2 separate regions of the Sus scrofa genome follow, and region 2 is linked to region 1. The links are chromatin contacts, called in public HiChIP or PLAC-seq maps. All regions are on one chromosome and are shown on one strand. The core of a region is the stretch at or near the end of the contact, and the rest is flanking DNA. Distances in the headings are between cores, read along the strand shown. Region 1 holds the start of SPPL2A (signal peptide peptidase-like 2A). Region 2 holds the start of AP4E1 (AP-4 complex subunit epsilon-1).

What was found. HiChIP or PLAC-seq counts read pairs in DNA pulled down with a chosen protein or histone mark.
Region 2: an H3K27ac HiChIP or PLAC-seq map of alveolar macrophages shows a contact between it and region 1. The contact joins the promoter of AP4E1 here to the promoter of SPPL2A in region 1. A contact is called at or near these places in 3 of 47 Hi-C or Micro-C datasets (alveolar macrophages, skeletal muscle and subcutaneous adipose tissue) and 1 of 2 datasets of contacts at active chromatin or transcription factors (alveolar macrophages).

Annotation. Positions count from the first base shown.
Region 1 is chr1:121,065,705-121,071,240 of Sscrofa11.1, forward strand. SPPL2A (signal peptide peptidase-like 2A) reads left to right here and starts at 1,934. Exons shown (of 16, transcript XM_021095561.1): 1 at 1,934-2,410. The coding sequence starts at 1,949.
Region 2 is chr1:120,944,790-120,950,353 of Sscrofa11.1, forward strand. AP4E1 (AP-4 complex subunit epsilon-1) reads right to left here and starts at 1,256. Exons shown (of 21, transcript XM_001924871.7): 1 at 1,020-1,256. The coding sequence starts at 1,169.

The DNA of each region.
Region 1 (5,536 bases), core at 684-3,183:
ATCCTTAACCCACTGAGCAAGAGCAAGGATCGAACCCGCAACCTCATGGTCCCTAGTCGGATTCTTTACTGCTGCATCACGAAGGGAACTCCAAAGGGAATATTTAGAGATGAATTCATCTAAGCACAATCTTTTTTTTTTTTTTTTCTGGCCACACCCACAGCATGCGGAAGTTCCAGGGCCAGGGATCAAACCCATGCCACAGCTGCAACCCAAGCCATAGCAGTGACAACACCAGATCCTTAATCTGCTGCAACACCAAGGGAAATCCAAAGCACAGCCATTTTACAAAAGGGAAGTCTGGCTTGCCCTAAGCCACTAGAAAATGTGGAAACAGTCTCAGATTGACAAGCAGGAGACCTGAGTTCTGGCCTCACTATGCCAGTAAGTTTCAGACCAACCCACTTAGCCACCAACCTACAGACATTTGCAATTGCATGTCCCATAAGCCTTTCAAACTCAGGCCCAAAATTATTTCCCTTTCCTCACATATCTTCTGCCTCCCCCATCTCCTGTGGTGATCATCTCAATTAAGAACCCAGGGCAGGATCCTGGGATTCATCCCTCTCCTTCTTCTCCCATTTCCCCTCAGGTATACCAAATTCTGCAATAAACCTTCAGATCTACTATCTCCTCCTCTCCATTTCTTCTGCCACTGTCTCAGCTCAGGCCCTCACTATCCCTGCCTGGGTTAGGTTACTGCAGTTGTCTAACAGGTCTCCTGGTTTCTACTCTTGCCCTGTTGCAATCCATCTGCCACACTGCTTGCCACCACAGAAAACTTCCTAAAGCAGAAATTGTCTGTCACTGCACTTTGCACCACTAATCATAAGTCTAAAGTCCCTAGCAGGACGCCCCAATCTATCTGTGATTTGGCCTCTGCCTTCTTCTCTCACTTCATCTATCATCACTCATACCTTCAGCCAAGCCCAAGTTTTGCAATTCCTCCAGTGTCACCTTTGGTTTTGACACTGATAGTTCTATCTTCCTGGAAGTCTTCCCCCCCCTCTTCCCCTACCCACTGCCTGGCTAAAATTAACTCAGCCTTCTAGACTGGAGTTAGGTTGAAATGTTTCCTGGCACCCCTTTAAATGTCTTATTGATACTCCCATAGCATCTTGTGCAAGCAAAAGGGTCACTAATCACCTTGAACTGTGTTTGCTCACACATCTGTTTCCTTCACAAAACCCTGAGCTGTGAGATGGCAGGGACAGAGTTCTATTCAGTGTTTGGTGTTGAATATTCATCCAATAAGGATTTGGGGACCAACTTTATGCCAAATGTTATAATGGATACAGCACTGAAATAAGCCTTGCTATCAAGTGGAATTCAACATCATAAATAAAAGAAGAGATAAATAAGAATATGAGAGTGAAAAGTGCTATGCAAAGAATTAAAATAAATCATTTGATATGAAAGTGACTAAGTGGCTACTTCAGATTGGGTATGTCAATAAGCTCCCTCTGAGGAAGTGACACTTAAGCTGATAAGTGAATGCCAGCGTGCATTCAGAGAGAGGAGCATTGCAGGAGGGTCTACCAATATAAAGGATGGAAGAACCAAAGGCGGCCCATGTGACTTAAAGCAAGCGTGGGAAAGTAGAGAAGATGGGGTCAGAAAAGAAGGCAGGGACCATATTCTATAAACTTTGTCGTCCGGAGTAGTTTTGACTTTGTCCTAAGTGTAGTTGGGAGTGAGAGATCTGATATACATTTTCGAAAAGATCTGTTTTAGACAACTGTGTGGATAACGGGCTGTGGGGTGTGTAAATCCGGTTTGGAAGAGAGAAAGATCCGTGGCCTGGATAGGGTGCTCACAGGGGTTTGGGAGAAGGTGGGAGGATTTGGAATATACGTGTGGAGGTGCTTAGGACTGCTAATGAGCAGATGAATTAGGCCTCAGAGTATGTAGATTTTTGGCTTGGGCACCTGGGCAGTTACTGGAAAACATGAAGAGGCGTTCCGCGGCTTCTAGGAGGAAGACGGCCTTGAAAAAGTCCCTTCGCCTCCCAGGACGGGACTTCGAGGACAGTTCAGGTCAGGCAACTGGAAAGAGACGCGCTCAGACCCGCCGCGGGTGGCCCACCGGCGCCACGACGCCCAGAAAGCCCTGCTGGCGGCGCGCGCGGACCGGGGCTCCACGTGCCCCGTGGGGGTTTCCGCGGCCTCCGGGCGGGGCCGGAAGAGGAAGTCGGCGCGGCAGTGGCGGCTTCAGCAGCCGCGGCGGCCCCCAGCCAAGCCCCGCCGCTGGCTTCTGTCCGGCTCGGCCACTGAGGCAGCGCCGCGACGGGACCCGGAGCCTCCCCCGCCGAGCCGAGCCGCGCCGCCGGACGCCCACCAGACAGATGGGGCCGCAGCGGCCGCTGCCCATCGCCGCGGCCGCCCTGCTCTGGAGCTTCCTGCTCCCTCTGGTAAGGGGGGCGGGCGGGCGGGCGCTGGGGCCTCCCCGGGGCGGGCCGGGCCCCCTTCGCCCCCTCCTCCTCCTCCATCTCCTCTTCATCTCTGAGCTCCTGCCCGGCCTCCCCTCTGCCGGCGCCTAGCCGGCCTGCTCTAGGTTTTTTTTTTTTTTTGCTTTTTCATCCACTTCCCTTTCCTTTCAGCCCCTATTCTCGTCATTTGAAGTCCCCGAATACCTACCCCCGAGAGCCATCTCCGAACCTCTAATACTACTTTGACCTTGGCGTTTCTCTGTAGTTTTTCACGGTTCCAGGCGTTTTAAATTGACCTCTGTGTTTTATTGTCTAGCCCTTCTTACCGATTCTCAACTGGCACACCCCTCCACCCCAACCCCGAAAGAAGAAAAAAGTATTCTTTCTTGATCCCAAGATGTTTAGAGGTTCAAGGACTGCACTTTAGTTTAATGTCTCTTATACAGACTTTACCCCCTTCCTCCTCTGTAGTTTTTGTTTCGCCTTAGGGCTCATTTGATTCTTTGGGGATGGGAGGTGGTAATAATAATGATAATAATAATAATTTAAAATGTATTTTAAAGAGCACATCAAAATGTAATGCTTTTATTGGTTTTCACTTCTCTGCCTAGTTTAAAGAGAAGGACGATCGGTTGAGTAACAGTAACAAATATGTGTTACTTGTTTGTGAAACAAGTTTGTTTTCATAATTAGAGAAAAGTAATAATGTCTTAAAATTCAACACCACGCTGTTGGACCTTCAGTGGGTGGGTGGTCAGGACGCCAGTGTTCAGTGTTTCAGTTTTTCTTTCTTATAATTTTCACTTAGGGAGTTTCAGGTAGGAACGTTCTTGAGTTTTATTTATATGGAATTGGTATGGTGTATTCCTGTCTAGTTCTTTCTGTTAGAATGTGTAACTTCTCTGAAAGAGTATATTTATTGCTTACTCTCCAATTTAAAGGATTACTGCTAGTGACTGTATTCAATATTCAATAGGAAGTGTCTAACATTAACTGGGAAACAAAAATCAAAGCCTGAAGTACTTAAGTGCCTTTGGTGTATTCATGTTTGCTAGGCAGCATTAGGAAGAGGAGTGGGACAATGTATCTAAAAATAGCTTGGGGTTGGGGGAACTGGGATATAAAGAGAATTAACAAAGAAGCAGTGTTGGTCTGCATCTTTGTTGTGTTGCTTATCAGATATGTCCAAAAGATAACAATTCAGATAGTATGTAAGTGCAGATAAAATTATAACCTAGATAGGAATTTTTTTTTTTTTTTTTTTTTTTGTCTTTTTGCCATTTCTTGGGCCACTCCTGCGCATTATGGAGGTTCCCGGGCTAGGGGTGGAATCGGAGCTGTAGCTGCCAGCCTACACCAGAGCCACAGCAGTGCAGGATCCGAGCCGCATCTGCGACCTACACCACAGCTCACTGCAACGCCGGATCCTTAACCCACTGAGCAAGGGCAAGGATCGAACCCGCAACCTCATGGTTCCTAGTTGGATTCGTTAACCACTGCGCTACGACGGGAACTCCAGGAAATATTTTTGAGTTTTTGCACTCATTTTCATTTGAACTTCTTAAGCTAATTGTAAGAATATATATATGTGCGTGTATAAATTCCCACCTGTCCTTTTGCAACACAAATTAATGACCAATGTCATAATACATCAATTGCTTAAAAACTCACGTTAAAATTCTGATTAAAAGTTCTGAACCCTATGACGAGAAAAATGTAAGCAAAATTTTCATGTAATTTCAAGGGCTTCACAAATCTCAAGTTTGTCCCTGTTCCAAATTGTAGCTAGCCTGTCTAGCCCACCTTTTAGATTTTATTTTTATATTGCATAATGAATTTTGTCATATTTTACCATATTAATCTTTAGTTCTGTATTCCTTCATCATAGGTTGTTGTGGGAACTCAGTAACATTCTTTCACCCACAAATATTTAGTGTGTATCTCTTTTATGCCAGGAGCTCTGCCAGTAATTGTGAATAAACTAACAAGATTGATTGATTGATTGATTGATTTTTGCTTTTTAGGGCCACACCCATGGTATATGGAGGTTCCCAGGCTAGGGGTCCAATTGGAGCTACAAATATGTGTTCACAAGTTTGTTTTCATAATTAGAGAAAAGTAATAATGTCTTAAAATTCAACACCAAGCTGTTGGAGCTTCAGTGAGTGGATGGTCAGGACACCAGTGTTCACTGTGGCCAGCCTATACCACAGCCCCAGCAACGCTGGATCCCCAACCCACTAAGTGAGGCCAGGGAACAAACCCACAGCCTCATGGTTCCTAGTCGAATTGTTTCTGCTGTGCCACAACGGGAACTCCAAGATCTTTTAAAATCTTTTTCAGTACCAACTAGTATTTATTGGTAAATTTCTCAGTGGATTTGTTTTCTTCCTCTCTGTTCCTTTAATTTCCTGAAATTGTCTCTTTCTCATTCCTTTCCTTTTCTGAGGACCTCAGATAAATCTAATATCCTTTTCCTCAGCAGGAGTTCTCTCTCTCTCTCTCTTTCTCTCTCTCTATATCTCCCTCCCTCCCTCCTTTTTACTGGATACCTAGTTCCTTTCCTCCAACATTGTCTTAAGTTTTTTGTTGTTTTAACCAGTTTCTCCCTGAAGCCCTTGTTTATTCTTCTGTGATCAGACAGCTGTAGGTGGCCTCTCTGAGTTCATTTGAATTAATGATGCTAGCTTAATCATTTCATTTCTCCTTTCTAGGCTCTTGAAGCTGGCCCTACTGGGCATCTTTCTCCTTAGCCATGTTAGAACAGGGTCATCCTCCTTATCTAGAAGCAGCATTTAATCTCCAGAAACTGTCACATCCTTGTAGAAGAGGCAAAAGATTTAGTACTGAAAAGGCCCTTCAACATCATGTAGCCTGCCCTTCATTATCTGTCCTCTTGACATCAGAGTGACCTTACTTTGTATTTTGAATTCAAGCTACAGCATGTCTGGCTGTTTTAATGACTTCCATGACCATTAATGAAAAAAGTGCCTGGCACGTAGTTAATTGTCTCTTGGCTTTGCCATAATTCCATTTCACCTTTGAGCTTCTCCAGTCCAGTTTCCACTGCTAGCCTCAACTGTTAGACCTTTATTTCAGTGTTATTTG
Region 2 (5,564 bases), core at 6-2,505, 120 kb before region 1:
TTCCACATGCTATGGGTGCAGCCAAAAAAAAAAAAGACCCCAAAGACAATTTTAAGTTCACAAATAATGTTTTTTGACAGTGAAGCAGACCCTCTCTAGTACAGTATCATCTAACTTCAGTTTAAAAAGGATATTTTAAAGCCTTAGAGCACTTTGAAGGAAAACCTTCTTTCCCTCTTTGTCTTTTCTTCTCTCCTGACACTTATATTTCATTGTATATTGCTTATACTTGTCTATGTGGAGATGAATGACCAATTCTTTGGGAAAAGGAAACATTTTTTACACTATTTTCTCAGGTTCTAACACATAGCCTCTTCCATAAATATCTTTTGAAGAAACTGGCATATCACATGATCTTTTAAGATACAAAATCCTTGAAGCTCTGAATCAGTATCTTACACAACCGGTGCAACTATCAAAAGTCTGTGGGAACTTAGTTACTTCCATTACAACCGCTCCTTTTCCATCTAAGCAGAGACTTACTCAGCAAATACTACACTTGAGGAGAATTATGCTTTTTATTTGCCCGACTTGTTGGTCTAACCTAAGAACTACAAGTTCCCCGAATATATTAAACAGCAGGTTCTCACAGAAGGGTCTGTTTTAGCGTATGACACGTAGCAGTTTGAAAGACCTGTAAGAGAAAAAGAACCTGAGTAGGAAAGAAACTTTATAGAAGAAAAATGCTGACACTTCCATGGCACCTGGTATTTTTCACACGCTTGATGTCTCATCTAATCCTCGAAACAATCTATGAAATAGGTATTTCTACTTTTCCACTTCAACGCTCAAGAAACATTTAGAGACTCAAAGATTACAGATTTGCTCCAGATAAAAAGTGTCAGGGCCAACCCTGGAAACCCAGCCTCCCAGCTGTCAGTCCGGGCAGGAAAATGACAGACAGACGCTCCTTGAGCCCCGTCTGAGGCCGTTCCTGGAGATTCGCCACCAGACTCGGGCCTTCCAGCGCGGGGGCCTCCTCCGGTCGCTCCTGACCTCCCGGCCCCGAGGGCACCTACGTGCTTAGAGGTGAGCGCGGTGATGCCGCGAACCAGGTTGCCCAGCCGGGAGGAGAATGACGCCTTGGCGGCCGCGGTCCCACCAACCGACTGGTTCTGCAAGAAGAGTCCCGGCAGCGCCGTCAGCGTCTTCTCCACAATGTCGCTCATCGCCGCCGCCCGCTCTCCAGTTGCCGCCCGGCCTCATGCCCAGCCCCGGCCCTGCCGCCCGCCCGGCCTCCGTAGGCACTTCCTGTTTGTTTGAAGAAAAAAGCTTTATTCGCGTCCCGAACGGACAAGCACAGTGTCGTTCTCGAGAGACGCCGCCGGGGGGCGCTGGAGTCCACGACGGAGAGGCCGCCCGTCGCGCCTGCGCAGATGTTGTCCTTCTGTGGAGAAATACGGGACTCTCCGGGTTTCGTTGGCAACCTCAGCGTCCCGTGTCTCATGGGGCCTCCTGAGGTAGCAGCTTCGGGCGGTCCCTCTTCTACTTAGTCTGCCAAAGTCTCGCTTTTCTTTTAGCAGTTTCCGCGCTGCCCGAGAGCTCACCGGGAGATGGACCTTCCTGGCCCTCTTTCGGTCCCTCACTGAGAGACCACCAGGCAGTCCGCCCACCTCCCTCTACCACACTTCCAGGGGCTGAGTGGACACGGGGACCCGGCGTCACGCGCAGCCCCTGGCCCTGGCGGTGCTGGGGACCCTGGTGGTGTTGAATGACAGCTCGACTGTCTTGGGGATTCATCCTGTCGGGTTCAGCGCTCGCCGTGCAGGGGCACTCTTGACCACTGTCCCGTCCCATCCGTGCATCTTCTCGTGGGATTTGGGGAGGCAGCGGAAAAAGGGAAGTGGTCGGGTGTCCACCCTTCGCCCCCGGACTGCTCCTGCTCGGTAGGTCGCAGCTTGAAGGAAACTCTCCCGACCTCACAGACAAGGATGGGTCTCCTGGTCGTATCCCCTCGCAATGCTCAGTTCTTTCCCATTTTAGAACTGAAACAGTTGCCACTACATAAAGATTTAGCTCACTAAACAGAGGATATCTTACTGCTGTTATTCCGGCTTCTATTTGAACGGAATCTAAGACAGTGGTTTTGAGAATGTGGTTTGATGATTTCTGAGAGTCTGTGGGTCCCTAACAGAGGATCCAAAAAGCCAAAACTATATTCATAATACTACCTAAACGTTACTTACAGTTTTCATTGTCATCCTTCTAAAGTGTACAGAGTTTTCAAGAGGATAGATGACTTACAACGGCTCTGTTGGCTGATGAAGTGTGAGCTTGAGCCCCACTCCTGCGTGTTATAGACCCTACTAAGGTTTATGGTATAGCAAGTGCGTTTTCAGAGATTAACTCAGTCTGTCCTCACTGCCTCTAGTGTGTTCTTACAGGCTATCTTCATGATTAAATAAAATCCATATTTTGAGGCAAGACAAATTTAAACATAAAAATTTTCTCTGGGAATTCTTGTTGTGGGTCAGATTTTATACAACTAGTATACATGAGGATATGAGTTTGATCCCTGGCCTCACTCAGTGGTGATTTGAAACAATTGGTCAAATATATAGTCTTATAAGATAATGATTGTAATAGTGTAACTCTAGGTATGGGAAGAAGCAACAAAAGGGTACCATTTCCTGTGTCATAACAGACTAGTATGACAGGCAATCCAGAGGCTTTTGGCTGCTGTTAACCAGGGCCAGTCCTATCCACAAAATAATTGTCTGACCTGGGAATGGATATTCCCAGCACCATGAGACAAATTGGTCACAAAATGACTCCCAAACCTTGGTTAAAATTAGGAACAAAGAGAAGGGATTGTGAAATAAAGAAATGTTGCCCACCACTCACTTCTACAAAAATTAAATCATTAGCCGCTATAATTGCTGACCTGTATTATACCCTGAAAGGAACTCAGGGCAAAGATCAGGATGAGGCATTTTTGCTCTGGAAAACTGACAGAACTGGCCTTCAGATAGTTATATATTTTCAGGAGAAAATTTTATGAACTCAGTTTATTTCATCTTCTTCACTTAGAAAAACACTAAAACCATTTACTAATATATCTGTTCCTTGCAAATGGCAGTAACCTTTTACCCAGATGAGTGCTTGGTTGCACATACCCCTTCACCAAAGTCTCATGTGTACTGGCCTCCCTCTTTACCTCTTTGGAACAGTTTCCAGAGCTCTATGACAGACTGTCTTCTAGGTTTTAATCCTCAGGTTGGCTGGAAAAAAATTCTCCATTTCTCTCTAAGCAAGAATTTTGTTGACATTCATTTATGCTAAATCAGTCCTCATTAATCATCCAATAAATGGTATTTTTGAAATCCTTGACTTTTGTCTATGCAGAAACACAAGAAGAAAGTTCATTTTGTTTACTTGTTTTGCAAGAATACTTTCTAATTTTTTTTTCTTTTTTGTCCATCCCATGGCATATGGAGTTCCTGGGCCAGGGATCAGATCCAAGCCAATAGTTGCAGCCTCTGCTGCAGCTGTGGCAACACCAAATCCTTTAACCCACTGTGCCCATCTGGGGATCAATCATATGTCCTGGTACTGCAGAGATGCCACCGATCCCGTTGCACCTCTGCAGGGACTCCTAATTTATTGAAAACTTTCTAAATAGTTAAATTTCACCTGAAACTGTTATTCTTTTAGAGTTAATATTTTATCCTAAAATAAAATTTTGCTTACAATGTTTTTTTAATTTTAGATTCTTTCGTTGGCTCACAAAAGGGAGATTAGAAGACATGCTCTCTCAATCTCCCACATCTAGAGATGCTGAAAAAGATAACATTAACATCAAAACAAAGGATTCTGACTCAGGTAAAGGGAATAATCTAGATGAGGCTGTAAATAAGAAAGGAAAGTATGACAAAAGCGTCTTTCTTTTCCTTGACTTTAAAAATGATGATTTACCTTGTTTTGTCTTACTCAACAGAACATTTTCAAATACTATTATGGTACAACTTTTCAAACTAGAAATGAAAAACCTCCTGAAGTACCTTACAGATTCAGTTACTATATTGCACTGACTGGAGAAGGGCATCTGATAACTGAGAGACTAGGAAAGGCTGTATATTACTGAGTGAGTGACTGCTAGATGAAAACTTAAATCATGGCAGTGCTGTTTTCCAAAAATGCAGTAACTCACCAAATTAGAAATTTGATTGCAAACGTAAAGACTGAGTTAACATTCTATCTGCAGAATTGCACTGCCTTTAAGATGGATAAAAATTATATATATATATGGAGTTCCCATCATGGTGCAGCAGAAACAAATCTGACTAGGAACCATGAGGTTGCGAGTTTGATCCCTGGCCTCACTCAGTGGGTTAAGGATCCGGTGTTGCCCTGAGCTGTGGTGTAGGTCAGTGGTGTGGGCCAGTGACTACAGCTTTGACTCGACCCCTAGCCTGGGAACTTCCATATGCCATGGGTGCAGCCCTAAAAAGACCAAAAAAAATTATATATGTAAGTATACATGTAGCTAGACTTGTTGCTTTGCTTGTGTCTATCAGGTGTCAGCACCAATGAATACTTGAAGATCATTTATATAAATTCTTGTCAATAAATTGAAGTGGTGTGAAATAAAGCATTATACAATTTTTTAAAAATCTCATAGACTGTGTTGATATTTTCACTAATGTATAAAAGCAATATTGAGCAAAACAGTTGACACCTTGGCACAAATCAAGGCAGGGGCTCCCAACTGTACTCTTTACCACCAAATCCTCACATTAAAAAGCAAACAAACAATTTAAAAAAACATAAGTTTCACAAAAGAATATATTTAATCAAGCAGTAAGAATTTTTAATTTTATTAAATCTAAACCCTTGAGAATATTTCTTTTAAATATTGTGTGTGACAAAATGGGAAGTACAGATAAAGCAGTTCTGATGCACAACCAAAGTTTCTTAAGGAAAAGCACAGGTGCTGTTTGACTTGAGAGCTGAGCCAGATTTTTCTTCATGTAATACAATTTTAATTGAAATAACAATTAACAGTGTTGTTTGTGAAAATGAACAGTGAGCCTGTCACTTTGAAGGAAAAAAATGAGAATATTCATTACTGCTGATAAATGTCAGGCTGTCAAGTGAAAATTAGAATTTTGGAAAATATGTATCTGCCACCAGGAGTTTGATAATTTCCCAATACATAAGAACTGTTCTTACTAGATCAGTGGTGATATTAATGAATGTCCTTTTTTGATATTGCATAACTAAATTTGTCAACTTTTGGAAGATTTTTATAATTCAATGAAGCAATATTTCCCAAATGATCAATGCATGATGTTATAAAATTATGCATAAACTGAAGATCTCTAAAATGCATATAACATTACAAAAAGTTCACCAATACCTATGTAACCCAATGATTTTAATGTAACCCAATACAAAAAGTTCACTGATATATTTTCAAATCCCACATTCCAACAAAGCTTTAAGGAACTATTGCTTGTTGGGTTTGGGTATTCAAATCCCACATTCCAACAAAGCTTTAAGGAACTATTGCTTGTTGGGTTTGGGTATTAAAAATTTTTCTCAGTTTTACTTTGGGTATTCTA